Linked DNA regions of Mus musculus: regions 1, 2, 3 and 5 are each linked to region 4. Evidence: chromatin contacts called from public ChIA-PET, HiChIP or PLAC-seq, capture Hi-C and promoter capture Hi-C data. All regions are on one chromosome and are shown on one strand. Each heading gives the region's core, a stretch centred on a gene start, on an enhancer-like site or on the middle of the called end of the contact. The rest is flanking DNA. Distances are from core to core; before and after follow the strand shown. Region 1 holds the start of Rabep1 (rabaptin, RAB GTPase binding effector protein 1). Region 2 holds the start of Asgr2 (asialoglycoprotein receptor 2). Region 3 overlaps Scimp (SLP adaptor and CSK interacting membrane protein). Region 4 holds the start of Psmb6 (proteasome (prosome, macropain) subunit, beta type 6). Region 5 holds the start of Scimp (SLP adaptor and CSK interacting membrane protein).

The links. ChIA-PET counts read pairs in DNA pulled down with a chosen protein or histone mark. HiChIP or PLAC-seq counts read pairs in DNA pulled down with a chosen protein or histone mark. Capture Hi-C pulls out chosen DNA fragments and counts their contacts.
Region 1: a promoter capture Hi-C map of liver shows a contact between it and region 4. The contact joins the promoter of Rabep1 here to the promoter of Psmb6 in region 4. A contact is called at or near these places in 17 of 39 promoter capture datasets (the 3T3-L1 cell line, 3T3-L1-derived adipocytes, cranial neural crest and 12 more), 2 of 115 datasets of contacts at active chromatin or transcription factors (embryonic stem cells and memory CD8 T cells) and 1 of 9 other capture datasets (liver).
Region 2: a contact with region 4 is called in an H3K4me3 HiChIP or PLAC-seq map of bone marrow-derived macrophages, with 5 times the contacts expected there. The contact joins the promoter of Asgr2 here to the promoter of Psmb6 in region 4. A contact is called at or near these places in 1 of 115 datasets of contacts at active chromatin or transcription factors (bone marrow-derived macrophages) and 1 of 9 other capture datasets (adipose tissue).
Region 3: an RNA polymerase II ChIA-PET map of memory CD8 T cells shows a contact between it and region 4, with 70 read pairs. The contact joins the enhancer-like site here to the promoter of Psmb6 in region 4. A contact is called at or near these places in 11 of 39 promoter capture datasets (the C10 cell line, cranial neural crest, embryonic stem cells and 7 more), 1 of 15 datasets of contacts at CTCF or cohesin (large pre-B cells), 2 of 484 Hi-C or Micro-C datasets (B cells and CD4 T cells), 8 of 115 datasets of contacts at active chromatin or transcription factors (the 230-238 cell line, bone marrow-derived macrophages, effector CD8 T cells and 3 more) and 4 of 9 other capture datasets (adipose tissue, embryonic stem cells, liver and 1 more).
Region 5: a capture Hi-C map of macrophages shows a contact between it and region 4, with 2.9 times the contacts expected there. The contact joins the promoter of Scimp here to the promoter of Psmb6 in region 4. A contact is called at or near these places in 6 of 39 promoter capture datasets (the HPC-7 cell line, embryonic stem cells, liver and 1 more), 4 of 484 Hi-C or Micro-C datasets (B cells, CD4 T cells and pro-B cells), 5 of 115 datasets of contacts at active chromatin or transcription factors (the 230-238 cell line, bone marrow-derived macrophages, effector CD8 T cells and 2 more) and 5 of 9 other capture datasets (adipose tissue, embryonic stem cells, liver and 2 more).

Annotation. Positions count from the first base shown.
Region 1 is chr11:70,841,818-70,847,391 of GRCm38.p6, reverse strand. It overlaps Rabep1 (rabaptin, RAB GTPase binding effector protein 1), which reads right to left and starts at 2,631. Exons shown (of 18, transcript NM_019400.3): 1 at 2,384-2,631. The coding sequence starts at 2,417.
Region 2 is chr11:70,088,926-70,094,030 of GRCm38.p6, reverse strand. Asgr2 (asialoglycoprotein receptor 2) reads right to left here and starts at 1,387. Exons shown (of 9, transcript NM_007493.3): 1 at 1,241-1,387; 2 at 838-975. The coding sequence starts at 961. Gm32946 (a long non-coding RNA gene) reads right to left here. Exons shown (of 4, transcript XR_879978.1): 3 at 3,904-4,028; 4 at 2,766-3,325.
Region 3 is chr11:70,786,238-70,791,709 of GRCm38.p6, reverse strand. It overlaps Scimp (SLP adaptor and CSK interacting membrane protein), which reads left to right. Exons shown (of 5, transcript NM_001045526.2): 5 at 72-778. The coding sequence ends at 274. Among named protein-coding and RNA genes, the nearest start is that of Scimp, 24 kb to the left of the region's middle. Within about 2 kb of position 2,224, at least 82 of the 459 cell types and tissues checked have an H3K27ac peak or open chromatin away from gene starts, as enhancers often do. A contact at or near this core is called in B cells, bone marrow-derived macrophages, effector CD8 T cells and 3 more, where this site is marked.
Region 4 is chr11:70,522,081-70,527,492 of GRCm38.p6, reverse strand. Psmb6 (proteasome (prosome, macropain) subunit, beta type 6) reads right to left here and starts at 2,136. Exons shown (of 6, transcript NM_008946.4): 1 at 1,998-2,136; 2 at 1,541-1,608; 3 at 1,068-1,199; 4 at 820-949; 5 at 170-314; 6 at 1-56. The coding sequence starts at 2,096.
Region 5 is chr11:70,810,604-70,816,023 of GRCm38.p6, reverse strand. It overlaps Scimp (SLP adaptor and CSK interacting membrane protein), which reads left to right and starts at 3,463. Exons shown (of 5, transcript NM_001045526.2): 1 at 3,463-3,548.

The DNA.
Region 1 (5,574 bases), core at 1,382-3,881, 320 kb before region 4:
TTGGCATCCATCAAAGTGCTCCATTAAAACTAAAACCTTCAAAAATTATGAAATAAGAAAAAAAGGTTACATCTTGTCTTGCCAATTATACACAAAGCTCCTTTTTTTTTTTTTTTTTTTTTGATTTTTCAAGACAGGGTTTCTCTGTAGAGCCCTGGCTGTCCTGGAACTCACTTTGTAGACCAGGCTGGCCTCGAACTCAGAAATCCACCTGCCTCTGCCTCCCAAGTGCTGGGATTAAAGGCATGCGCCACCACTGCCCAACAAATCTACTCTTAATATGCCTTAATATCCTCATGAAAAAAACAAAGAAAATATGTCAAAAAGAAAAAAGATTCGGCACTGCTTCTGAAATGACGGGAAAGCGGACGAAGCAGTTATGTTTTACTGTTGGTCTGGTGCAAAGGAATTTTCCAATAATTTTGTTTTTTAACTCAGCAGGTCTAAAAAATTCAAGTGCGCTTCTAATTAAAGTTGTCAATATGAACTCAACTAAAGAGAACAATTAATTCCGCAAGATGAACTTGTAAGCAGACATTGGCACAAAGAACTCAAACATACCAAATTCTCTCCCCTTTCATGAACTGATAGATACCTTTGTCCATTTACATTAACGTATACTTAAAAATTTTACTTAATCTCATTCCATAGTCTTAAATTTTGAAAAATAGGAAGTAAACCTGCACTGAGAATAGCAAGAACATGAGATTCCTCAAAGCTAATGTTTTCCTCGCTTCTGCGAAGTGCTTAGTCACTTCTGCCTATTTGCAGGGAAGACCATTTCATATATTGAAAGAGGCAGGAAATTAAGAGTCCAGACTCATGTCACCTGAGTTGTCCATGGAAAGCAAAGGAAGGCAGCAGCCAGTTAAGCATACCTACCAGAAGTCAGAGCTTTCTCTGTATTCTGCCTCTGTCTGCAGTAACAAGGAGGGTTTGTAAAGTTTTCCTCCCTGACACCAAATACAAAAGGTGAGAGTTAAAAGAAGGTCCAAAAAACATCCCTGTTTCCTGACAGCCCACCAGAAACACCTCCCTTCTCTTTATTGGAATAGAAACATCGAGCAAGTTAAAGTCTAGGCTGGACATTACCCCTTAGGCAACTAACAAAACCCAAAACTAGAGGCTAACAATCTTTAGAGAACACTTCCCAGAGAGCAGCAAGAGTCTCAAAATCTGATAACATTGTTTCCAGTTCCCCTACCGCAAGAACAAACAGAGGTTTTCACAAAAGATCATTTCAAGAGACTACTCTTGGAAAAGGCCAAGAACCTCCTGAGCCAACCACCACATCCCAACATTCTACTTACAGGTAAAGATGCTAAGCACAAAAGCCAATTAGAAAAGTACACCTGAAAGAACTTTCCCAACTAGATACAGTAAGATCTTGCCAAGGACGGAGCACATTCTTTCCAAACATAACTCCCGGTTGACGACAACAACACCTGAAACAATGTGGTCAAAACTCTGGGGCAGAGCTCAGTCGGTTTAAAGGTCATAAAGGGTTCTAATAACCATCATGGCTTATTTAGAACAAGGCCCTTTTTTTCTTCCAATATGAGCATTATTAAGACAGTCTGTCCTGCACGTCTAAGTCTTGGCTACTCAGGAAACTGAGGCAGGATAGCTCAGGAGTTTCAGGTCATCATGGTCCACAAAGTGAGACCCCATCGCTTGAACGGTAGAGACGGAATGGAGAAGACGATTGACTCCTCGATTTCGGCCCACTCGAGCACCTTTTCATCCCTAACACTCTCGAAATAATACTAAACTATCCTTTTACAGATGAACGTTGCCATCTTTATCGCCTGGCCCAAGACTTGCCCATCTTTCTCGATAAAGAGACATGAATCAAGCGCTCTTCGTTCGTCAGAAACTGAGGCCCTAAGAGACTAAGATATGAGCCCGGCCTTACCATGAAGCAACACAACCACTCAAAAGAATGCTACCCAATGCTTAGGATCACAGTTACTTTTACAAGTCCGGTGCAAAGAGCGCTGGAGCGTGGCCTGAGGAGGCGGGAGCGGAGGTGGGGCGAGAGGGCACACGGCCACTACCAAGGCGAGGGCTCGCGTTTTCTTTAAGGAATATAGCACATGCTCTCCATTTCCATCCTCCCCACCCGAGGAACCCACGTGCTGATCCCACCGCACCTTCCTCTCCGCCGGCTCCCTCCCTGCAGCCTCCCCACGCCCTTCCCCGCGGCCGCCCGCGCGCGCCTCCCTCTCCCTCCCCAGCCCGGCTGCCCCAGCACGCGTCGCCCGCGCGCCCCCGCCTCCAGTCCGTGGGTCACCCCCGGGCCCGCGCGCGTGCCCTTCCTGCCCCCAAGGGCCCCCACGACGCTGCGCCGGGCAGGCCGCGCCCGCCATGGTGGGCGCCTCACCGTCAGGCTGGGGAGCCGGGCCCGGCTGCGCCATGGCCAGTGGGCGGCCTCGGAGAACGGGGATGGGCGGGGAAGCGGCGTCCCGGGATGCCGCGGGCTCAGCTGGCGGAGGAGGCGTCGACCGAGCCGCGGCCACCGCCGCCCAGGGAGGAACCGCTAAGGCTGGAGCCGCCGGCGCCGCCACAGCCTCGGGCAGAGACGGACCGGAGCGCCGACCTCCGCCTCCTCATCCTGACAGCGGGAAATAAGCAGTGCGCAGGCGCGGGGGGATGGGACGGCACGTGACGCTGGCCTAAGGGAGGGGCGGGGCCTCAGGAGGGAGGGAGACCAGGGAGGAGGGGTCCGGGGCCTGGGAGCCAGAGGGAGGCTGATGAGAGAGCTATGGGTGTTGGAGACTGGCGGCTGCAAAGACGAAGACTGTGCAAGCTCTTGGCTCCCAGGACACAGACAAAAATATCAAGCTGAGTGAGGAGACCCTGGGTGCACGCGAACCCAGCCGCTACTTTGCCTAGTTGTGTGTCCTTGAGAAAGTCCCTTAACCTCATAACCTTGAAAAGTAGAGCGGCTAAGAAAAGTTTAAATGAGGATATAAAGTAGGAAGAATTGTTATGGCCAGAACTTGGTCTGGTCCCCAGATGTGCAAGCCAATGCACTTTTTCCATTAAGCGACTATGTTTGACTTTAACGTGATCAGCCCAGAGAAGCTGTTGGAGATACAGCCAGACGCAGTGCTTGCATTCTTGACAGGAGAAAGTGCCACCCTTCTGCCTGGGCAAGAGAGCCATACGGAGACTCCAGACTTTCCTTTCCAGCCTCATTCAGACCTTGCTGCCTTCCTAGGGCAAGGGGTCTACACAGTCTGGCACTTCAGGACCAAGTCCACCTGCCTTCCTATGAGCCCAGAATTCCCTCCCTGGGTAGCTGAAGCTGTAGTCTCTCATTTTTCTATAAGACAGGGTGTAAACGTTTCTCAACGTGCCAGAGGGCAGCTGCATTTGGAGGAGGTGGCACAGCACTTACACATTTGAGCTGCTCTGTGTGTTCACAGATCCTTCGTGGTGCAAGACAGGTGAGGAAAGAAGGAAGACAAGCAACAGACCAGGAGCCCAGCCAGGGCTTACGCTCCTCTCACCAGCTTATTCAAGTGCACATACCCCCAAAGGCCAGGGATCTATGCTAGTCTTTTTTTCTCCCTCCTGCAGTCCTGGGGATTTAACCTTAAGCATAGTAGGCAAGCACTCCACTACTCAGCTATAGCAATAGTTCTTGTTCTGTTTTTTTAATTTTGAAACACCCTCTCCCTAAATGGCCCAGGTTAGCCTTGAGTCTGCAATCCTGCTTCATCCTCCTGAGAAGCTGAGATTTCAGGGTTGGACCACTACTAGGTCCTACTTTTTCTTTTTCTTTCTTTCTTTCTTTCTTTCTTTCTTTCTTTTTCTTCTTCATTTATTCTGATTCTAAAAGTTCTAAGCTCAAGTCTGCTCCAGAGTCACTGCAGATGCCTACATTCAAACCATAATAGTCATTAATGGTTTGACTTTAGTCAAAGTAGAAGACTAGGCTCTAGTAAGGTTCACAGTTCTTTGGAATGGTTTATAATTTTAAATAGGTAGTCATCTGTTTGTACTTTTGCCTGAGGTCCCACTAAGATGAAGGGGGGTTATATTTAGACTTTTAAGCAATTAACATCTCCTGGTATGCCTTTGACAGAACAAATGAAGCCTGTTTCCACCCTCCCCCTGGTTTCTAACCTTCCTGAGTGAGCAAATCCTCGCTCAGCAGGGAGACCTTTGGCCCCAGTAGGGCCACTCAGTAATCATCTGTCCTGTTGCAATGACTGAATAGGAAGCAGGAGCCATAAAGATAGCAGATGGCGATGTCCTCCACAGATGGGACTCCTTCCACTGACTGTATACCGTACTTATTGCCATTGGTAATCAGGATTGCAACCCGGTCCTCAAGACCAAGGTCACTCAGAAATGATCACACATCTGGTAGGGACTCTCAGAGGCCCCTATGTCAAAAGTTGGAAAGGCCATTTTGAAATAAGCAAAGAGTACCAGAATTATATACATTTTCATATTCATTTAATTTTTTTTTTTAAGACAGGTTCTCATGTAGCCCAAGCTAACTTTGAATTCCTGATTCTCCTACCTCCCAAATGCTAGGATTACAAATCCAGAACTTTGTGCCTTCTAGGCAAGTGCTCTACCAACTGAGCTATACCCCAGTCCCATTTCATATTTTTTATGTAAACCCTAAGACCCAACAACCAGATGCCATTCCTAGATATGTACTAGAGAAAACTAACGTATGCTCAAAGCCTTCATTAGCTACAGAAGTTGTAATTCTCATTCTGAAGGAAATCAAGAAATAAAACATGAAATAATTACTTGTCAATTAGATTGTATGTGAAAGATAAGACATACACAAGAATATTTACAGCAGTATATTTCATTATACAGCAAATAAATGGCCCACATATTCATCAACAGAGATGATTTTGTTTTGTCTTGTTTGGTTTTAGTTTTGAGACAGCAAAACTGTAGCCCAGGCTGGCCCCAAACTCTCACCCTCCTGAGTATGGTGAGTACAGGTATACACGACTACATCTGACATTTAAATTTGTGTGATGTGTGATATATTTGTGTATATTTGTTCACACGTTTTCGGATACATGTGTGTACTTGTGAAGGTCAGAAGTCTACCTCAAGTACCTTTCTCAGTTTCTCTCCACCTAATTTGTAATAGGGTATCTCTTATTCTATGACAATATCATAGCTGTAAACAATGTATCTTGGTCATATACACCCCACCTCCCCCTTTCCACTCAACCCAGGCACTCCTTTAGGGCTCCCTCCCCACTTTATATCATTTCTCTTCTTTCTTTCTTTCCTTTTTAGTTTACTTTATATGCATAAATGTGCACCAAATGGGTGCCTGGAAGTTAAAGATGGTTGTGAGTTATCATATGGGTGCTGGAAATTGAACCTAGCTCCCCTGAAGAGCAACAAGTATTCTTAACCACTAAGCCTTATCTCTAGCCCCTATGTTGGCTTCTCTTGTTGGCTTGACCCTGTGCAGGTGAGTTCACGAGTGCAATGGCCGTGGTCCACAGCACTGAGGATGGCATTTCACAGCACTTCTGCTCATCCTCTGCCTCTTACACTCTATCTGCCCCCTCTTCCTAG
Region 2 (5,105 bases), core at 138-2,637, 430 kb after region 4:
TTATGTGGGGCCTGTGTTCAAAATGTGCAAGAAGATTCAGGCAGGATACAAATGGAAATCACCCAGGATCTCTGTGCTCATTCACACACTCAGCTCATCGCCTTAACACAGTCTGTGGCTCTGCATTCATCCTAGATACAGACATGTACATACATGCACGCACATGCACACATGTACACGCATATATACACATGCACAGTGCAGTCTCGGGGGAGGCTCATCCTCTCAGATACCCCCTCACTTCTAAGCATACACACTTTTCTTGGGACCCTGCACTCAGAGGTATCAGCAGCTCACATGTAGGTCACTGTGTTGGCTAGTTTTATGTCAACTTGACACAAGCTAGTGTCATCAGAGAGGAGGAGGCCTCAAGTTAGGAAATGCCTCCATAGTATTTGGCTGTAACCAAGCCTGTAGGGCATTTTCTTATGAGGTGATTAGTGGGGAAAGGCCCAGCCCATTGTGGGTGGTGCTCTCTCTGGGCTAGTGGTCCTGGGTTCTATAATAAAACAGGCTGAGCCAGCTATGAGGAGCAAGCCAGTAAGCAGCACCCCTCCATAACCTCTGTATCAGCTCCTGCCCCCAGGATCCTGCCCTGTGTGAGTTCCTGTCCTGGATCCCTTTGATGATGAACTTCGATGATGACGAAGCATAAGGCAAATAAGCCCTTTCCTCTTCAAGTCACTTTGCTCATCGCAGCAGTAATAACCCTGAGTAGGACAGACTCGGGAGCACACTGGTCACTGAGTCAGGATGAGAGAGTCCTCACAGAAAAAGAGAGAGGAACTGGCAGCTGAGGCAAGGATCCCAGAGAGGCCCCAGAAACTGGACACTTGCCTTTCCAGTGTGGATTTTCTATCCTAGGATCCTGCACATGAGAGCCATGTTCATCATCGCCACTGAGCTGATGGTCATTCTCCTCAGAGTCCAGCTGCTGGATGTCTTGACAGTCCTTCTCCATGATGGCCCTAAGGGCTGGAGACAGATCTGAGACTGAGCTGAGATTTCCTTAGAGATGGAACTTGGGTTTGTGCTAAGACTGGAATCCCTGTGGAAGGACCGAGGGGACGTGGGTAGCTGACAGGGAAAGACTTGAAATACTGCAGGCTCCTTCCTTCCCAAGAGGTGACCTGGCTCTGCAGCCTTCCTTCCATATTCTCATGGACCAGACTATATGCTCTCATCCCTCCACCCAGAGTCCCTGAACCCAGTACCACCTGCCTCCCACTACCTCAGTTACCTGTTAAAGGTATAGAGAGCTGACTCTGGCTTTCGGAGACAGCCTGAGCCCAAAGAGAAAGAGGGGCTAAACCTGGGAGACGGGACAGGTGGTGCTAGTGGAGCTAGGTGAGAGGGAGGAGGGGCCAATCTAGGCAAGAGCTGGGTCCCTGTGCCTGAATGTCCATCTAACCAGTCACCTCCTGCCCCTGGGACTTTGGACAGTAAATAGAAACAGAAACGCAGTTGGAACTCAGGCAGTGAGCAGTGGGGGTGGGGGACATGTTTCTGTTCTCATAACCAGAGAAGGGAGACAGGAGGTCTCCTTGTATGTGCGGTATCCTTGTATGTACACACGTGCACATGTGCACACATGCGCGCGCACACACACACACACAAACACACATCATCTCTCCCTTCATTGCACAATGTCAGAAGGGGAGCAGGGGTGCAGGTGTGGAGGGGCCAGGATCCAGTCTGCTGTTTCCTCTCTATCCCTCCCTCCCTCCCCTGTTTCAGTTCCTGCCTCTTTTATTTTCCAGAACTGTTGATTTCTTCAAATATCTCTGACCAGGAGTAGAGTGACCTAGAGATCAGTTCCCTGTTCTTGCCCAATCTGAGCCTGTGACCCTGGCAACCAGCCACAGCCACAGCTTCCTATACGCTCAGCACCAGGCTCCCGCACTCCAGCGCACTCCAGCCCCACTCAGTCACACTCCTTCAGTCCTCCCCCAGACCCTCCTCATCCCCCAACCCACACACACACCGCTTTATGTTCTCTCCAAAGAAAGAAAGACTATCAAAACAAACAAGCCAAAGACCAATAAGACCAAAAAAAAAAAAAACCCATAAAAACAACAACAATAACAAACACCACAATGACGTTTCTTTTGAGTTGACAAATTACTCCTGGTCCTGGAGTATGGTGGGTATACCCCATGATGCTCCATTGTAGAAAACTGATTTTCTTTTGCCAATGGATTTGAACCACAAATAGTTTCTTGGTTAGGACTGGGACCCATAGTCCACTCCCTCCTTTTAATGGGGAGGGGTCTGATGAAGAGATCCCACTTAGGACCAAGGGAGCACTCCAAGCCTGTCACTCTCTGAACATTGCTCAGCTGTGGCTCTCTACCTCCACACTTCAGTGCAGAAGTTCTTCAAAATATGGAAGTCATAACCCCAGCACCACACTCAGTCCAGGGACACAAACACCCCTCTTCATGCCCTGCGAGTGCTACACAGGATCTACAAAGGCTGGGAAGATGACTCGGTGGGTAAAGGGCTCTTTCACAAGCATGAGGTCTTGCGTTTGTAACCCAGCTCCTGTATATGAACCAGGCACAGCAGCACACACCTATATTGCCAGCACACTGCAGAAGGGACAGAGAAGGGCAGATCCGTGGGACCAGTGTGGCCAAACAATAAACTGGGTTCAGAGAGACTCTGCCAAAAAAAAAAAAAAAAAAAGGAAGGAAGGAAGGAAGGAAGAAAGAAAGAAAGAAAGAAAGAAAGAAAGAAAGAAAGAAAGAAAGAAAAAGAAAGTAGAGAGTAATAGAGAAAAATACTAAAAATCAACCTCCTGCCTCCACACACACTGGCACTGATGCACATACTCTGCACAAATGTATGCCCATGAGTGCTCACGCGTGCACGCACACACACACACACACACACGCATGCACACACACACATTATCTATATAAATAAGGTTTTCTCATTTAACCCTCACAGCACATCACCCTATGAAGTCAATACATTTGCCTCTGGCAGAAAGGAGATTAGGTGACTTGGAACAGGTAGCTGATACTGTACTCTGGATCTGAAATGTTCCCCCCAAAAGCCATGTGTTAAAGGCTTGGTCCCCAGATTATAACACTATTAGAATATGAGGAAATTGTTAGGATGGAGCCTGCTGGAGGATGGAAGAGCCTGTTTCAGTTTGGGGAGGTGCGCCTTCCCGAGGAGACTGTGACATCCCAGTTCTCTTTCCTCTCTCAATTCAGTCAGGAGCCAAGCAGCCTTGCCGGATGCACGTCCTCTGTCATAATGAACTGCCCCACCATGGGTCCAAATCAATAGAGTGAATTTATCATGGATCGAACCTCTAAAACAAAGAACCAGAATAAGTCAGTTGATTAATCTCAGATACTGTGGTACTGGACCCAGCTCTGACTACCATTTAAAAGCCAGTACTCTGGGCACAAGAGTTGGAGGAAAAGAGTCATTTTTATTCAAAGGCTGGCATCCTGGGCAATGGGAAGTTATTGTCTATGAGAGCCATCTTAGGTAATACAGGTCCATGACATGGCTTTTATGGGTAGGAAAAATTATGGTGGGGACTGTAATAGGCAGAATACATTCTGAGTCACACGTCCAGATTCCAGAGCCATCCTAGTTACTATGAGGGATGCTTTTCTTTTTCTTCTGCCAGAATATCTTTACAATAACAATCATCTTTCATCTCCTAGGCCAGCTCCTCTAATGCTTTAGAAAGTTGGAGAGATGTCTCAGTGTTTCAGAGGACTGGTTTCTCTTCCAGAGGACCCAGGTTGTAGCTCCAACTACCAAGGCCTCTAACAAGCTCTTCTGGACTCCTGAAAGACTGCACATACATGATGCACAGACACACATGCAGGCACAACACCTACACATAAATCATTTTTTTAACTTTAAAATACATACCGTTTTCTGCAAATTAAATGAAATTTATTCTTCTTCTTTTAGTAAATGAACAAAATTCGGCTATGTGTTTTGTGACAGTTGGCGTACATCCTGCTGCTCCGTGGGGTCGTCAGATGACATGGATGCTGTAAGAGAAAAGTCACGGAAGACTAAGTTTTACAGCTCAAATCTTTTTAGTTCCTTTCCCCGGGAACTGCTAACCTCGAGGATTGAGATACAAAGCTGGGAGGGCAGCAGCAGGCAGTTTTTACTGCATGAGTTTTAACCTGCTAGACAGCCTCAGTCAGAGACGGTCATCAGCTATTCAGGGCTGAGCATACCTTGCTACGATGTAGAACCTAGAAATGAGTGATCTTCTCCCTAGACAGGGTTTCTAAAGGCAAAAAAAGAAAATGCAAACTTTTGCTTTCTTCTTCCAGCTCGATCTACAGTTTAAAGAGCCAGCCACTTTCTCTGACAAAATCCACCTCAGTCCCTACACTGTATAAAGACAGAGTTTCCTTTGTCGGGATGAGCATTGTGAGCTGACTTCATTTGTACGAGGGGCTTAGAGCAGTACAACGGACAGAACAGCAATTATCTGGGCTTAGAGAGCAGGAACAGAAAGTTGCTTAATGGGAGAGCTTCACTTTTGCTGTGTGAAAACACTCTACAGATTGATTGCTGGAGGCTGATATCAATATGCTGAGTGCCACACTGCACACTTAAAAATCACACACCACTAAACCCAACATGATGCACTAGGGTCACTGTGAATAACAATGTAGCCAGGGCTACACAGCAAGACCCTAGCTCAAAAAAAAGGGGGGGAGCAAATTAGATAGATAGATAGATAGATAGAATTTGAGATGTTTCTCTACATAGCCTTGGCTGGCCTAGAACTTACTACATAGAATCAGGTAGCCTCAACCCATAGAGATCTGCTAGCCTCTGCCTCCCAATGCTGGGGTTAAAGGTGTGCACCACCACAGCCAGCATGAATGTTACATATATTTTATCACAATAAAAGGTGGTGATAGAGAAAGAAAAGAAAGAAATGTAAACTTCTGGGGCTGGAGAGATAGCTCAGTTGTTAAAAGCTGGCTGCTCTTCTAGAGGTCCAGAGTTCAATTCCCAGCAACCACATAGTAACTCACAGCCATCTGTGTTGGGATCCAGTATCCTCTTCTGTCCTGCAGCCATACATGCAAATAGAGCACGCA
Region 3 (5,472 bases), core at 975-3,474, 260 kb before region 4:
GCTCAAAGCTCAGTCAAAAATACATCAGTACCGAGTAGCCTTGTGTATAGCGACCTTTTTCTGTGCTTTAGCCCCACAGGAAGCTCCAAGACAACCCTCAGCTTGGTACTCATCAGTGAAGAAAGTTAGGAACAAGAAGGTCTTTGCTATCTCGGGCTCCACCGAGCCAGAAAATGATTATGATGATGTTGAGATTCCAGCAACCACCGAAACCCAGCACTCTAAAACCACACCTTTTTGGCAAGCTGAAGTGGGTTTACACAGCTCGTTTTAGAATACTCTAGAATAGCCGGATTATAACACAAGCACTTCCTAATCCCCAGAGGAAGCCACCTCAGCCATGTGAAAGCTACAGCAGAAGACAGGACAGCTTGATGTTCCCGAGGCTCCAGATGTTTCTGTTGCTCCAGATGTTTCTGCTGCTCCAGATGTTTCTGTTGCTCCAAATATTTCTGCTGCTCCAGATGTTTCTGTTGCTCCAGATGTTTCTGTTGCTCCAGATGCTCCTGTTGCTCCAGATGCTCCTGATGTTTCTGACACTGCAGAAGCTCTACCCCAAGATTCTGAGGATGTGGCCTTGGCACCTTTGTGGAGGAAGTTTCCTTAGTGCAGACCACTGGGCCTGTGAGAACTGACTCATTTCTCAACATTTTCTTTCGTTCCCTGGGTGAATGTAGCTGTAAGGCAGTGACTCTCAACCTTCCTAATGCAGGGATCCTTCAATACAATTCCTTATTTGTGGTGATCCTCAACCATAAAATTATTTTGTTGCTACTTCATACTTGTAATTTTGCTACTGTTACGAATTGTAATGTAAATATCTGATATTCAGGGTATCTGATATTTGACCCCTAAGGGGGTTGAGACCCCTAAGCTGAGAGACTGCTAGGGATCATAGTCTTGGTGTTTGATTGTGTGGAGCCTCCCAGCTCTCAATCCCTATGTAGGCCACACCTTAAGGATGCCTGTCTCCCTTCTCTCAGGCCCCACCCACCCCTGAACCTCCTAGAAGCCATGACTTGTCTTTATAGCTGAGGGCTCTTGTGATGCGCAGACACTTTGAGTCTGTAAGGTGAGAAAGTGACGCTGCCCCACCCACTCACACCTCAACCCCCAGGATATTTATAGAATGTGGACCAAACCCATCAAAGAGTCAAGTTCTGACACAAGTTTATTTCCTGTGTTTTCAGACACCATTTCTAATGATCAACAGAGGACTCAAGTGGCCTTCTGACTTCTGCCCCCAGCTAGCTTTTCTTTGGCAGTGGGTATGTTGGCTGTGCCAGGAAGAGTAGATTGCCCCAGGAAGTGTCCAGCCAGCACCCTCCAGCAGGGTACTCAAGACGAGAGTTCAGAGCTTAATGCCCCTTCTGTAGCTTTCACTATCACATCTTTAGTGGTCATTCCTTACTTTTCCATCCTATCTTTCCTGGGGTGCTGTTGTTTCCTCTTTCCCTCTCAGCATTGCTGAGTGATGTTGCCAATACCACAGGGCTCAGCATCCCCTTTACCCTAGCAACTTCCCAACCACAGGCTCCAGTTCAACCCCTCTTTTCCAGTTCCAGGTTGCAGAGCCCGCAGGACACCTCCATCTGATTATCCCACGGGATCCTCAAATTCAACATATTCCATGGATAACTGATGACACATCCCCACCCCTGACTTCTCGTGCTAGATTACTTCCTCCCTTGCTAAGGGCAGAAGTTAGGTCCTTTCTTGCATCCTTTATTGCCAGTGTCCCCACCTCCTGTTGACTGTGCCTCAGTCAGATCAGCTCTGTCTCCATCACTCTGAGGTCAGTCAGCCCATGGCCAGCACTTCCCAAAGAGAACTTTAAGAACCTCTAACCAGTGTCCTGCCTCTGGTATTTCAGACTCCAAAACACTGATTGGCAGCTGGTGATTTTTGAAAGTGAGCAACCGAATACTTCTTCCCATTGCTAAAAGCTCATCTTTACCTATTAGCCTCAGACAGAGGCCAAACTCTTAAATATGGCTTACAAGATTTGTCAGGATTTTATTACTGGCTAACTTTTCACACACTACCTCCTCCTGGCAACCTCCATGTTCCCCAGTGTTTTTCCTCTACTTGTAAGTACCTTTGCTGTGGTCTCTCTTGTCCCTGCTATACGCAATATTCCTCCCCTCCTTTGCATCTTAGGCACTGTGCTTTCCTCACCGGCCCGATGTGGTGGTGGCCTTTGTAGGTGCTTCCCCTTCATAACTCTTATATCCGGAACGATCTGCTCATGTGACTTTCATTTCCAGTTGAACAAAGGCAACACCAGTGCAGAGACAGGCCTTCTCTTCTTCCTTGTTTTCCCTGTTCCTAGCATGCTGAGGATGGTCAGTAAGTATGCTCAATGATCGAATGAATGAATGGATGAATGAATGAATGAATTCCAGGCCCTAAACTTTCTGTTCTCCCTATACTGGGAGGCCCATGTGTTGATATGTGTTGTCCAGCTAGTGGTTCTATTTTGGGAGGGCCTAGAAACATTAAAAGGTGAGGTCTAACAGGAGGAAGTCGGTAGCCAGGGTGTGTCAAGGGCTGTGTCCTGCCCTGGGGGTTCTCTTGTCTGTTTCTCTCTTTCCTTCTGCTTCCTAGCTACCCTGTGCTGAAGAAACTTCTCCTATGCACTCAGACGGCCTCCGTGTTCTGCCTCACAACGGGCCCAGAAACACAAGCCAGGTAGCCATGAACTGAACTCACTGGAACCACAAGCTGAGATAGACCCTTTCTCAAGCTGTTCTCTCAAATGAGTCCGGGTTGCAGCCATGTGAATATGAGGCTCCTTAAGGGAGAGCTTCTATTTTCCCAGTGTCCATAATAAGCCCCCGCACACAGAAGGCACTTAATAAATATATTTTTGAATGCCAAACACACAGGGAAATATAACAACCAGTTTATTTGCCAGCAAAAAAGTAGAATAAAAGTTTTTGGACATTTATAAATTTGTTGTGAGTTGAGCTAGGCTCATGTACTAAGACTGTGCTTTCTACTGCCAATCTGTGTGACAACATTAACCATATCAAGACGTCATAGGACCTTAGTGTATATTCTAGTCACACAGCAGAGCCCAAGCCAAGTGACCAGCTACATAGTCACTGATTTAAAAGAGTCCAGAAATAAGAAGGTAGGGCCCATCCTGAGCTCACTCCCTGGATAACTATGGTAACCACAATAGTGCTGACATATCATTTTGAAACAGATCATGGATGGCTGCCTCAACAGTTTTGAAAACTCATGCCTCAAATCACAGAACCATAGTTTTCTCCTTTTTAAAAATTATATCTATTTTGTATGTATGGATGTTTTGCCTGCATGCATACCATATGTGTGCAGTGTCTTCAGAAGACAGCGTTAGGTCCCCTGGGACTGGAGCTACAGACAGCTGTGGACCTCCATGTGGCTGGTGGGGATTGAACTCGGAACCTCTGGAAGTCAGTGCTCATAACTGCTGAGTCATCTCTCCAGTACCTCCATGGTGCGCCCTTGGTAATAGTTGCAGTCTGGTCTTCTTTATGAAACAAACAAAATTAAGGGACTGGGGAGATGGCTCCATGGTTAAGAGTTCTTCCTATTCTTCTATAGCTCTTTGGCTTTGTAGGATATACTGGTCTTTCAGGCAGCTACTGGTGTCTGTACAATTCTGGAGTCTTGGGAAGGCCTCTCTCTCTACATGGCTGTGTTGGGCTGTACCTTAGACAGGACACTCTGATATCCATTCCCTGATGCAGCTCCTCTGCCTGGCCTTGAGGATATCTCTGGGGCATCATTGGAAACTGAGGTGGAAGGACTCTTGCCCACAGACACTACACTTCCCATTCATGGGGAATGACACTTTGCAGGCATCCGTGGTGTACCATTTGGTGGCCAGAGCTGTGCCTTGGACCACAGCTTAAACCTCTGCTTGGGTGGCTACAGAGCCCTGAATCATAATACAGGAAACAGAGCTCAGAAACCATTTAACCCCCCAGGGCTTAACCACTCTGGTCTGGGAAGGGTCCCAAGATCTTCAAGATTTCTTCTGTGTTGTATCCCCGTGTCCTAAGCAAGTAGCCGAGTGAACCTCCTATCAGCAGTCCCCTGGCTGGCTCTTCGATGTTTTCTGAACTTGCTTTTTCTTTCTTTACAATATGGATAGACTGAGAATGTTCCGGGCTTTTAAATTCTGCTTCTGTTTTTCTGTTTTTGTTTGTTTGTTTGTTTGTTTTACATTTTCTACAAGCAGTCAAGATAGAGTGCCAAACACACAGGACTTTCCTCTCCATCCGCCAACTGGCCTCATCAATGCTCAGAACCTCCGAAAATGCCAAGACACGAATGGGCTTTATAACGGGCTCGCCCTTCCTCTGCTTTCCAGGCTCCTTGTTTCCCATTTCCAGCTGAGAAGCCACCAGAATACCCTTTGATGTTCCTCTTTCCGCTGCTGTCCTGTCCATTGCCTCTCACGTGGTGTGTGAGATTTCTCCGTAACTCGTCTCTTCTGAGCCCATACAGGGAACTTCCCTTTAGGGTCTGTGAACAGTAATTCAGTTTTTGTCCAACATGTATTTCAAAACACTTCCACATTCTTTGGTAAGCACAGCTCATCATTTCTCGGCACCATATTTTGTCTGAGTCTCTGGGCAGCCGTAAGAAGGTGACTTATGTGTGTGTTACTCAGGTTTCTATCACTGTAACAAAATACCTGAGCTAAACACTTGTCAAGATAAAAAGTTTATTTTGGTTCTCGGTCATTGGAGGTTCCGGTTCATGACTGGTTTGACCCAGTTGCTTTAGACCTGAAGGAAAGTGAGCGTACATCATAGCGGGAGGGGGGAAGGCTGAAGCAAAGTCATGCACTAAATGGCCAAGAGGTGAAGAAAAAAACAAAGGAGTCAGAGGCTCCCTAATCCATTTGATGACACCCTCCCCAGAATAACCTAAGGAGTTCTCACTTGGCTGCACCACTTAAAGACTACATCCCCTCCCAAAAGCACCATCCTGGGGAGCAAGCCTGTAATACATACGTAGACCTTTGGGGTACACTCAAAATATAGCCCCAGTTACTTTAGGAACAACAGAAATCTATTGTTCAACATCACAGAAGTCAGGGAATCCAAGAGCAAGGTGTGTCAGACTCAGTGTCTGGTGAGAGTACTCACTCTGCTTCAAAGATGCTGCCTGTCTGCCTTGCCCTCACATGCTGGGTGTGGAAGGCAGCTTTCCAGGGCTTCTATTATAAGGGCATTAATCCCATTCGTAAGAGCATAGGTTCTATGCCTTAACATTGCCATTTGGGGGATGATATTTCAACACATGTAATCTTGGGCATACAAACTGTGAGTTAGTAGAACCACTGAACTAGACCACCCCATGAATAGGAAAGTTTATTTTGGAAACCAAACTGCAAGGTTAGAGAACATCCTCCAGTGAGAAAAGCCTTGTCAGTCTTAAGGGGACAGGGACCCCGGGAGGAGAGTTGCA
Region 4 (5,412 bases), core at 887-3,386:
TGCCAAGCGGATCACCCCTCCACTGGAGCCGTCGCGTTCCATGGCCAAAGCGAGAGCTGTAGATAAAACGAGGACAGTGGGTTTGGAGTTAGTAGCTGAACGTGAGGACCCTTGGCACAGCTTGGGAACGAGGGCTGAAGTTCACAGGCGTGGAAGCACAGAGTCTCACCATTGGCAGTGAACTGCAGACATTCGTCCTTGGTCATGCCTTCCCGATACGTAGCATCAACATAGCCATAGATGTACGAGCTCCCGGAGCCTCCGATGGCAAAGGACTGTCTTACCATCATACCCCCCATGGGAACAGAGTACACCTGCCAGATGGGAGGGGGGAGAAAAGCCACCAGTTGCACCCTTTCCCAACACATTCACCCATCCCTTTTGATTTTGGTCTCGGGAAAGTTAATGGTGAGGTAGAGACAGAAAGAGAAACTTAAAAAAAAAAAGGTGTTTGGAGTGGGGACTAGGGATGGCTTGGGTGGTAAAGGGCCTGCTAAGGCAAGTATGAAGACCTGATTTCAAATCCCCAGCACTTATGTAAAAGCTGGGCATGTGTATCTGTAACCCCAGCTCTGGGAGTAGGGTGCAGGGTGTATAATTGCTAGAGCTCATTGGATAGGCAGCCTAGCTAAAAGTGAGCTCTATCTTCAGTGAGACTGTCTCATGAGGAAGACAACCCTGGCACACCTCTGGCCTCCACACACATGTACCCATAAGGATACATGCATACAGGACGGACAGACAGACAGACAAACAAAATGGCCGAAGGGGTGGAGCATCAGAGGTGTGACTCCAGTACTCTGGTGAGGAGGGCCTGACCTGCCCTCCTTCTTGAGGGTCCCAGCCTGCAATGATGATTCCTGCCATCAGATCTTCTCTGTACCGGTAACACATCTCCTTAAAGAGACTGGCGGCTGTGTGGACTAGTGGAGGCTCGTTCAGTTCAATACTAGAAGGTGGGGTTGGAAGATCACAAACAAAGCAATATCAGGATCTGGAGTCAGGCCTTTTAGTGCCTTATGTTCCAGAGCCTTCAGGGTCGTTGTTCCTCCCCTGCCCACAAGTACCTGTGGAAACCAAGCTGGTAAGTGACAGCGTCTGCCACTGCTTGGGTATCAGCGGCTGAGCCTGAGCGGCAGCAGAAGATGTGATCGTGGATAGGGGTCAGCTTGTCAGTCACTCGATTGGCGATGTAGGACCTGCAGGATGGCGGAAACAGTGAGAAGGAGCCCACTTGCCTCCCTCCTCCACCACATCACCGTCTACTCCCTGCAGCTCCAGGGATACAAATACTGCTACCACCTACTAGTCCTCATGGAAAATGAAGCCGGATGAATGGAGAACAGACCTTTACTGGTAGTTCACCAAAGGGTGAGGGGGCCTGGAAACCACAGAATTAGGAACAAGTCCTTATTATCTCCAGGTAGTGGAGAAACTTCTCTTGCCACAGTGGTCTGAGGAGGGTAAGGATGGGCTGACAGGCAGGAATGGTATATGTTTGGAGTAGGGGAAACGGGAAGACTTTCTGTTTTGAGCTCACCCAGTGGTTGTCCTGGAGTCCGCTCCTAGAACCACGCCCCCATTAAACTGCACAGCCATGATCGTGGTCTGGGAAGAATAGTGTAAAAAAGGTAACTCTTTTAGCCTTACCGCATTCTCGAGTATATACCGACCTCAATAATTCTTCACCCGGATTTTATAATGCAAAATTCGTGCTCCGCGAACCTATTATCAAATCTTAAGGGGGCTCAACACGTCAGAGAATATAAAAACTACAATCTCCAAACCCCAGGATTCAGACTCTTATGCTTCAGCCTACTGTTCACCTCTCATCACGAAAGGTATCACCCCACGCCAGCATTCAAGGAATCCCTCTCCCTCTCGCAGAACACAGCGCTCCCCCCCCCCCAACCCACTCAGTCAAACCCACTCGGGCTTCATGTTTTTCCTCCCGTCAGGCCTAGTACATGTCTTCCGAACTCTGGCTCTTTCCTCACCCCTGTGGAGACTTCCCGGTTTTCCCAGTCTGGGGTGAGAGCCTCCGGCCCAAAGGCCGGTGCAGACCCCGCTCGACGAACAGCTAAGGCGGCCGCCATCTTCCTCTGCTACTCTGCCACAAAGCAACCGTCGTAAAGCGCTCCGTCACTCTCTTTAGTCCGCCTCTGTGGCCTTCTGGGAGCGAAGCTGCTTGACGGCAGAAGGGAAAAGACAGAGGTAGGAACTCGTCGTTAGAGTCAGTGGGCACTTTACGGCAGTGTGTCAAATTACCAAAAAAAAAAAAAAAAAGAGGCGGGTCTAGGAAGGGGGGAAAAGGGCGGAGCCTCTTCTCAAAGATTTGCCTCACCAGAGGCTTGTGGCTCCCGGAGGCAAAGGATACTTGGAAATGAAGCCTAATTTACATTATAAGGTTTTAGGTGTGTGTGTGTGTGTGTGGGGGGGGTCGTTTGTTTGTTTTGGTAACTTGATTGTATAGTCTGAAGTATGTGGGTTTTGTAAATAACAACGTTGTGTCGCAATGTTAACAGGTTGGATACACTATAACCTGATTGGTGTCCTAGTTCAAAGAACCCACAAGATAAGAGTACAAACTGGAATGGTCAGGTCGTGTTTTCAATAGTCCGGGGTACCTACTTCCCGGGTCCCACAAGAACTTTTGAAGAAGCTACAATTGTTTTTTGGGAGCATCTATACCCCTTGACAATCACCCCTGCCATATCTGAGGGTTTCCACCGTTACACATTCTCACCTATGTATTATATTTTTAATACATTTTAAATCGTGCCATTCGAGCTGAGACGAAAAGATGGACCATCTAGAAACTGCCATATCCGGGGATCCATCCCATAATCCGCTTCCAAACGCTGACACCATTGCATACACTAGCAAGATTTTGCTAAAAGGACCCAGATATGGCTGTCTCTTGTGAAACTATGCCGGGGCCTGGCAAACACAGAAGTGGATGCTCACAGTCAGCTATTGGATGGATCACAGGGCCCCCAATGGAGGAGCTAGGGAAGGTACTCAAGGAGCTGAAGGGATCTGCAATCCTATAGGTAGAACAACAATATGAACTAACCAATACCCCCCCTGGAGCTCGTGTCTCTAGCTGCATATGAATCAGAAGATAGCCTAGTCGGCCATCAGTGGAAAGAGAGGCCCATTGGTCGTGCAAACTTTATATGCCTCAGTACAGGGGAACGCCAGGGCCAAGAAGTGGGAGTGGGTGGGTAGGGGAGTGGGTGGGGGAGCGTGTGTGGGACTTTTGGGATAGCACTGGAAATGTAATTGAAATAAATACCCAATAAAAAAATATGGAAAAAAAAAGAGTCATTACAATGAAGAAATCATTTCTTGTCTAATGAATTATGTAGGTTGGTTCTTTATATAAATACTTGGGCCAACTCAATTCTTGTATACTAAAATTCTTGATTTTATAATTAAATATGGTTTGTAGAATAAAAAAAAATCGTGCCATTCTAGTGCATGTGGACGTGAGTGTATGATTTTGATTTGTTTTCCCCGAATAATTAGTTAAGCATATTTCCATGGCTAGTGAGTTCTTTGTGTATCTTCTTTGCAGCAATGTCCATTCAAGATCTTTGTCAATTTTAAAAAAGAATTGCTTGAGTTTTTAATTATTGTATTGTGTTATTTTTATATTTAGGTAGAAACATCAGATATATGGATTTTTTAAAAAGCTGGGCGTGGTGGTGCACGCCTTTAATCCCAGCACTTGGGAGGCAGAGGCAGGCAGATTTCAGAGTTCGAGGCCAGCCTGGTCTACAGAGTGAGTTCCAGGACAGCCAGGGCTACACAGAAAAACCCTGTCTCCAAAAAAAAAAAAAAAAAAAAAAAAAAAAAGATTTATGTATTTTATGTATATACACTGCATCTGTGTTCAGACACACCAGAAGAGGGCACCAGATCTCATTACAGATGATTTCTGGAAATTTAACTCAGGACCTCTGGAAGAGCAGTTGTTGGCATCAGGACATTCCAAACCTATGAGGCAACAGCTCGACCTGCGACCTGTGACCTGCAGACCCGTTGCCAAGACAACTGCCACCATATTCCCAGAATCCATTTGGCTCACCTCCCACTTTTACTTGTGTTAAGTCATTTTCCATACAAATAAGGAGACCGTCCTGTCCTCATTTTTTTTTCTCCTCTTTCCCTCTCTTCTCTCTCTGCCAATACTTTTGTCTCTCTCTTCCCATAAAACCGCTTCCACATGGAATTGCTCTGGCCTAGTGTGCCATGGAGACGAGACCCGCCATTCTAACACATCAGCAGTCAGTGTTCTTAACTGCTGAGCCATCTCTCTAGCCCCGGCTATATGATTTGCAGATATTTTTCTCCCATTGGATTAGAGTGAAAAGTTTTCAGCTTTGGGCAAGTAAAGAGCTCGGCCAGTGAAGGGGCTTGTCCCTTAGGTGGAAGAGAAAGCCAACACCTGCCAGTTGTCTTCTGACCTTCAGACAGTCACCCTCCCCTCCCCCCGATAAATAACCAAATGTTTAAAAAAAAAATCAAGTTTAAAATTTGGGTGAAGTCAAATTTATTCATCCCCCCCCCACCTGGTTGGTTGTGTTTCTACAGTAGCGCCCCCAAATCCTTGCATCGATACACTATTTTCCAAGATTTTTGGTTTTGTTTTGCTTTTGTTGCTGGGTTCAAACCCAGAACCTTGTACAGGAATGTTAGGCAAGCACTCTGTCGTTCACGATGTCCCAGGCTTCACTCTGTCGTTCACAATGTCCCAGGCTTCACTCTGTCGTTCACGGATGTCCCAGGCTTCACTCTGTTGTTCACGGATGTCCCAGGCTTCTTTTGACTTGTTTTTGTTTGTTTGTTTGTTTTTTTGTTTGCTTGTTTGTTTTTGTTTTTTGTTTGTTTGGTTTTTTTTTTTTTTTGAGGCAAGGTCTCCCAAAGTTTCAAAAGCTAGCCTCGTCCTTATCTGTAGCCTGAGCAGGAAGCACTGCTTGTGGAACTGTTGTATGAGCCTCCCAAGGAGCTGAGATTACAAATCCCTGAGATGACAAACAACCAGGCTTGGCTTTCCTGATTTTTTAAAAAAAGATTTTATTCATTATTTTATTTATTATTATATGTAAGTACACTGTAGCTGTCTTCAGACACACCAAAGGAGGGCATCAGATCTCATTATGGATGGCGATGAGCCATCATGTGGTTGCTGGGATTTGAACTCAGGACCTTCGGAAGAGCAGTCAGTGCTCTTTAACCGCTGAGCCATCTCTCCAGCCCCTTTTTTTTTTTTTAAAGATAGGATCTCATGAAGTCTCCAAGTTGCTACGTAGCCCGCCCAGGTTGGCTTTGAACTCCTGATCCTCCTCCCTCTACCTTCCTTTTGCTGGTAGGTTGCTATGCATACCCTGCTTTTTGTTTGTTTTG
Region 5 (5,420 bases), core at 2,214-4,713, 290 kb before region 4:
TTGTGTTTAGGTATTTCCATGGGAGATGACAGAGGGCTACGGCTTCTTAAATAGAAGTACCACATATGACCACCAGAGTGCGCACTTCATCTCTCCATTCTCAGTGAGTTAATCTAAAGCCCTTCAGGCATCCTTTAGCCACAGAGAGCTGCAGGTGGCAGGTGGCATTTCAGAAGTGCAAAAAGAAGACTAAGTATGGCTACCCTAAATTCCTGCCCTCTTTCTCTGGCCCTTTCTCTTCCTCCTGTGACCCAGAAGTCTCACATTTACCCTTTGCCCAGCAATTGGTTTCTGCCTTCTTTATCAAGAACCAATTAGGGAAACATCACCTCCCCCTACAGGCCATTACCACACCTCTAGGCTACATCCTCAGACCCCAGTGACTCTCGATGGTGGATTTTTCGTCTGATTCTTTTCTCTAATCCTTGTACTGTCCAGCAACAGACTGATGAAGTAAATCCTCACACTTCACATATTAAAAGTGTGGCTTTCGTATGTGCTAGAGGATTCTCAAGGCTTGCCTGGATTCACAAAGAGTTCAAAAACAGTCTGGACAAGTTTATTGACAAACCTGTCTCAAAATAAAAAGTAAACCGATATAGCTCAGTGGTAGAATATCTGCCTGGCAAGAGCAATGCCCTCACTCAGTTCAAACTCCAACACTAAAAAAATAAAAATAAAAGGTTTGGGAGCCGTCTGTACAACTCGAAATTCAGAGAGCCTGCCTTAAGTTTCCTCACACAGAGAATGAGGAGGGAGCTGCGGGGAGGGCTCAGCAGTTAGGAACGCCTGCTGCTCTTGCAAAGAACCCAGATTCGGTTCCGGCACCCACATCAGGTTGCTCAGAGCCAATTATAACGCCACTCTGGAGAAGCTAATCCCTCTGCTGACCTCTAGGGACATCTGCACATATGTGGCATAGTCACATAGATATACATACACTACAAAATGTTTAAAAATAAGTCCTAGCCAGGCATGGTGGCGCATGCCTTTAATCCCAGCACTTGGGAGGCAGAGGCAGGCAGATTTCTGAGTTCGAGGCCAGCCTGGTCTACAGAGTGAGTTCCAGGACAGCCAGGGCTATACAGAGAAACCCTGTCTCAGAAAATAAATAAATAAATCCTAAGCCGGACAGTGGTGGCACTTGCCTTTGATCACAGCACTTGGGAGGCAGAGGCAGACAGATTTCTGAGTTCAAGGCCAACCTAGTGTACAGAATGAGTTCCAGGACAGCCAGGGCTACACAGAGAAACCCTGTCTCAAAAAAACAAAAAACCAACAAACAAAAAAATCCTAATTTAATTTTTTTAAACTATGTCAAAGTGGTGTATTTGTTAATCAGCTTGGGCGGGGTCATCATTCCACAGAACAGATGCATCAAGTCATGTGCTACATTGTGTACCTTAAATTTATGCCATTTTTTATTTATCAAAAAGTGAAGGAGAGGAACAGAAGAAAGATCTCATAGCAGAATCCTGAGAGCAACTTTATGTTCATCTGGTGAAAACTGATTTCACAGGCAACAACAGACCACAGCAGAAGGGAAGGGTTTACTCAGAAAGTTGCTCGACAAATTGGGCTGGGAATTTTGATCTTCTGCCTCCTAGGGCTTGAACTTTCTTCAGATTGTTGAACATGGTATATTTATCAAGTTTGCAATGTCACAGCTGAATTTGGGACCCCCAGAGAAAGCAAAGCAACTGGATAAATTGAGCACAAGCCAAGGACCATAGCTCTGCTAGCCTAGGCTATGCTATTCCCATAGGAGCTCTGGCTAACTTTTCTTCTCCTTCTCCTTTTTTCCTTCTCCATTTCTCCTTCTTCTCCTTCTTCTTTTCCAAGACAGGGTTTCTCTGTGTAGCCTTGGCTATCCTGGGTTTTGTTTTGTTTTGTTTTGTTTTGTTTTGTTTTTTCGAGACAGGGTTTCTCTGTAGCCCTGGCTGTCCTGGAACACACTCTATAGACCAGGCTGGCCTCAAACTCAGAAATCCTCCTGCCTCTGCCTCCCAAGTGCTGGGATTAAAGGCATGTGCCACCACTGCCCGGCTCTGGCTAACTTCTCAGAAGGTAATTTTAAATTTGCTATTTGAAAGGTAGGGCTTCTGTTTGTTTTGAGACAGGCTTTCACAACATAGCCGTACTGACACTGAACTAGCAGCAATCCTCCTGCTTCTGCCTCCCCAGTGCTGGGATCACAGGTATGCACCACCATGCCTAGCTTAGGACAATTTTTGAGCAATTAAGTTTCAGCTAAGTGAGTAGGGAAGAGCACCAGCTTTGCCTTTGGTGTGGACAGATCTGAGTTGAAGGTCACCATGAAAAACTGGTTCCATGGCAGAACCTCCACACGCTTCAGTATTCTAAGAAACAAAGGAAATAATCGAATTAAGTGAAGGTCTATTGAGACCAGGAAAGTGAAACCCTGGTAGAGTCCTAGCCCCCAGCAGTACTCAACAGTGGCTCCTAACAATACAATGCAGTTGGCCCAGAAGGCTTGGGAGAGAGAGCAGCCTTGTGCACTTTCCTCCCAATTCCAAGTTCCTGGATGCCATGTTGATATTTTGAAATTGACCATGGTAGGAATATTTACACCGTAAACACCAGTGAATGCTACCTGTGGGTATCTTCTGGGCAGGTGGGGGAATCTTCCCCAGTCACTTTAGTTGTCATCATTGTTCCTGAGTGCCAGCGCACCCCTCCCTTGGAGAGGCATCTCACACACATCCATGCTGCCATGAAGTGACGACTCACCACAAGCAGCTACTTCTACAAGGCAGTTTCTTTGTTTCCTCACCCCAAACTTCCATTTTTAGAGGCTATGAGCATCACTGGGAACTCTGTCTCACAGTGTGGTAGGAAATGATTCAATTCAATTAACACTGTCCACTGGCCGGGTGTCACAGCATGCACTTGTAATCTGGTACTTGGGAGGCAGAAGTAGGAATATCACAAGTTCAAGAACAGCCTAGGCTACCCTCTAGGTATCACCACCATGCTCTCTTAGACACTCTCTTAGAGTCTCCTTGACTCCTCTAAACAGAAGTTGGGCCAACAGGTCCAGGGGTTCAAGAGCCACACTTGCGGGATGATGCATCTGTCTTCCATTTCCCACCATGCATCTCTGGGTAGACCTAGGGCCCCCCTCTCTCTTCTTGAGTCCCACATGACCATGCCCAGGAAAGTTTAAGGGAGACTTCCCCTGGGGCAACCCCCTCACTCACTCACTCACTCACTCTGGAGCCTGATTCCTCTCAGGACCCCCTTCCACACCACGACCAGCCTTCATGGGCCTCTGCTGGAGCCACGAAGGGCAGTGGGAAGGTAGCTTTTAAAAACAGAAAAACAAAAAACAAAAAACAAAACTGGAGTAGTTAGCTTCACTAGAATGGGGACCAGAAAGAGGAAGTGTGGTCAGGCTAGTGCCTGCAGCCTCCAAGGGTGAGTGAGGGTATGTGGGCGATCAAGCCTCTCCCCAGTTGTGCTTGAGTAACACCCTCAGTCCACAGCTGTCTCCCCAGCTGCTTCCAGTGAACACCCCGGCAGTCTAGGTAAGTGCTTCAACTTGCTTTTCCCACCATAGTCATCTGTCCATGTTGCTGTTAGACGTGTGGCCAAATAGGCAACCCCACAGGCACAGGCTGAGGGGACTGTCGCTCGAGGCTGTAGTACACAGCCGGGTACAACTGGAGAAAGAGTGGCCTGGAAGAGTTCACTTGGCGTGGCTGCTGAGTGACGCTGGCCATCTCCTTACTCCTCCAGTGTGTGTGCCAGGCAAGGCAAGTTTACCTGGAAGGATGAAGTCACAGTTGGGAGTGAGTTGTGTGAAGTGTGAGGAATTATCGCTATCTGCATAGTGTCTGTAATATCTGGTATTTGATTGGTAGAGGACCCGCACTGTACTGTGTATTGTAAACGCTGGCTACCTCTCAGTGCTCTTGGATGAAAGAATCAGAACAGCACGCCTCTCGGTGCCTTTGGCACTCAGCCTCTGGTGTCTGGGATTTATAAGGCACTTGCCAACCTTCAGAAGCCTCGGGACTCAGAGGTGTTCAGCTGGCGTGAGACCTCGATGGAGCCTTCTGCTTTTGACCTCTGGAAATCAATGTTCTCAATTCTTTTTTTTTTTTTTTCTTATAGAAAATATTTTCCTTTCTCTGTTTGGGAATTTTTCCTGCATGTGTGTCTGCGTATCATATACATGCCTGGCGTCCTTGGAGGAGAGATGAGGCCATCAGATCCTTGAAACTGAACTTACAGATGGTTGTGAGCCACAACACCGTGCTGGGAACGGAACTTGGGACTCCTCTGAAAGAGCAGTCATTGTTCTTAACCACTGAGCCATGTCACTAGCTCTTCAGAAATCATTTTTTCAATCCCTGTATTATGCCATAGACCATGTGGGAGGATCAGCATCTCCAGAAGTGTGTCAGGATGGAGTTCCTCCCGCCTTCTCCCCTCTCCCCCTCCCCCTTCTCCCTTCTCCCTTCCTTCTCCTCCCTTCTCCCTACATCTATCTCTTCCTCCCCTTTTCCTCCCTTTCTCCCCTGTTCCTGTTTCCTTTTTTCCTAGCAAATAGATGTATTTCCTAACTGTAGGTAAACAAATCTGCTAGATAAGCAATAAGCTGTGGGGACTGAGCATGTATGGATAGAACTGAGTCCTATGATATAATAAATCAGACTCAGGATTAATGTGCGGCCGTCCCGGCTTGCTAAGCTGTCATGCTGAGACACACATGCAGCAAGCAGCAGGACAGTGTGGGCAACTGCCAGTCCAGTTATTGGCCCAAACACTGTGTTAACACATGCAGGCATCAGAGCTAGCCATAACAGAGTTAAATATCAGTGGAGACAGGCATTCATTATGCATAAGTACCCTCGCCTTGTTAGTTCTACAGGATTCGCATTCTGACCTGACATCTTTTTTTTCCCCAGCCAGGGTTTCTCTATGTAGTAGCCCTGACTGTTCTGGAATTTGATGTGTAGACCAGGCTGGCCTTGAACTCACAGAGATCCACTTACCTCTGCCTCCCAAGTGCTGAGATTAAAGGCGTGTGCCACCACTGCCCACCCTGATACTGTTTTTAGTGGAATACTAACCACCATGTCATTATAGAGTGCGCTAGCAAGCCAGAATACAGAATAAGGATATGATTACAGCATGTTCCCATAATTCAATATAAATACAATATAATATAAAATATAATAAAATATAAGCAGAATATAAACTTCCTCACAGGGTTTTCTACTGAAACATCATTTTATAGCCACACCTTTAATCACGCACTGGAGAGGCAGAGTCAAGTCAATCTCTGTGAGTTCAAGGACAGCCTCATCTACATAGTGGCTTCCAGTACATCCAAGGGTATGTAGAGAGACCCTGCCTCAACCACCCCATCCCCGCCTCCACCAAAAATGTAT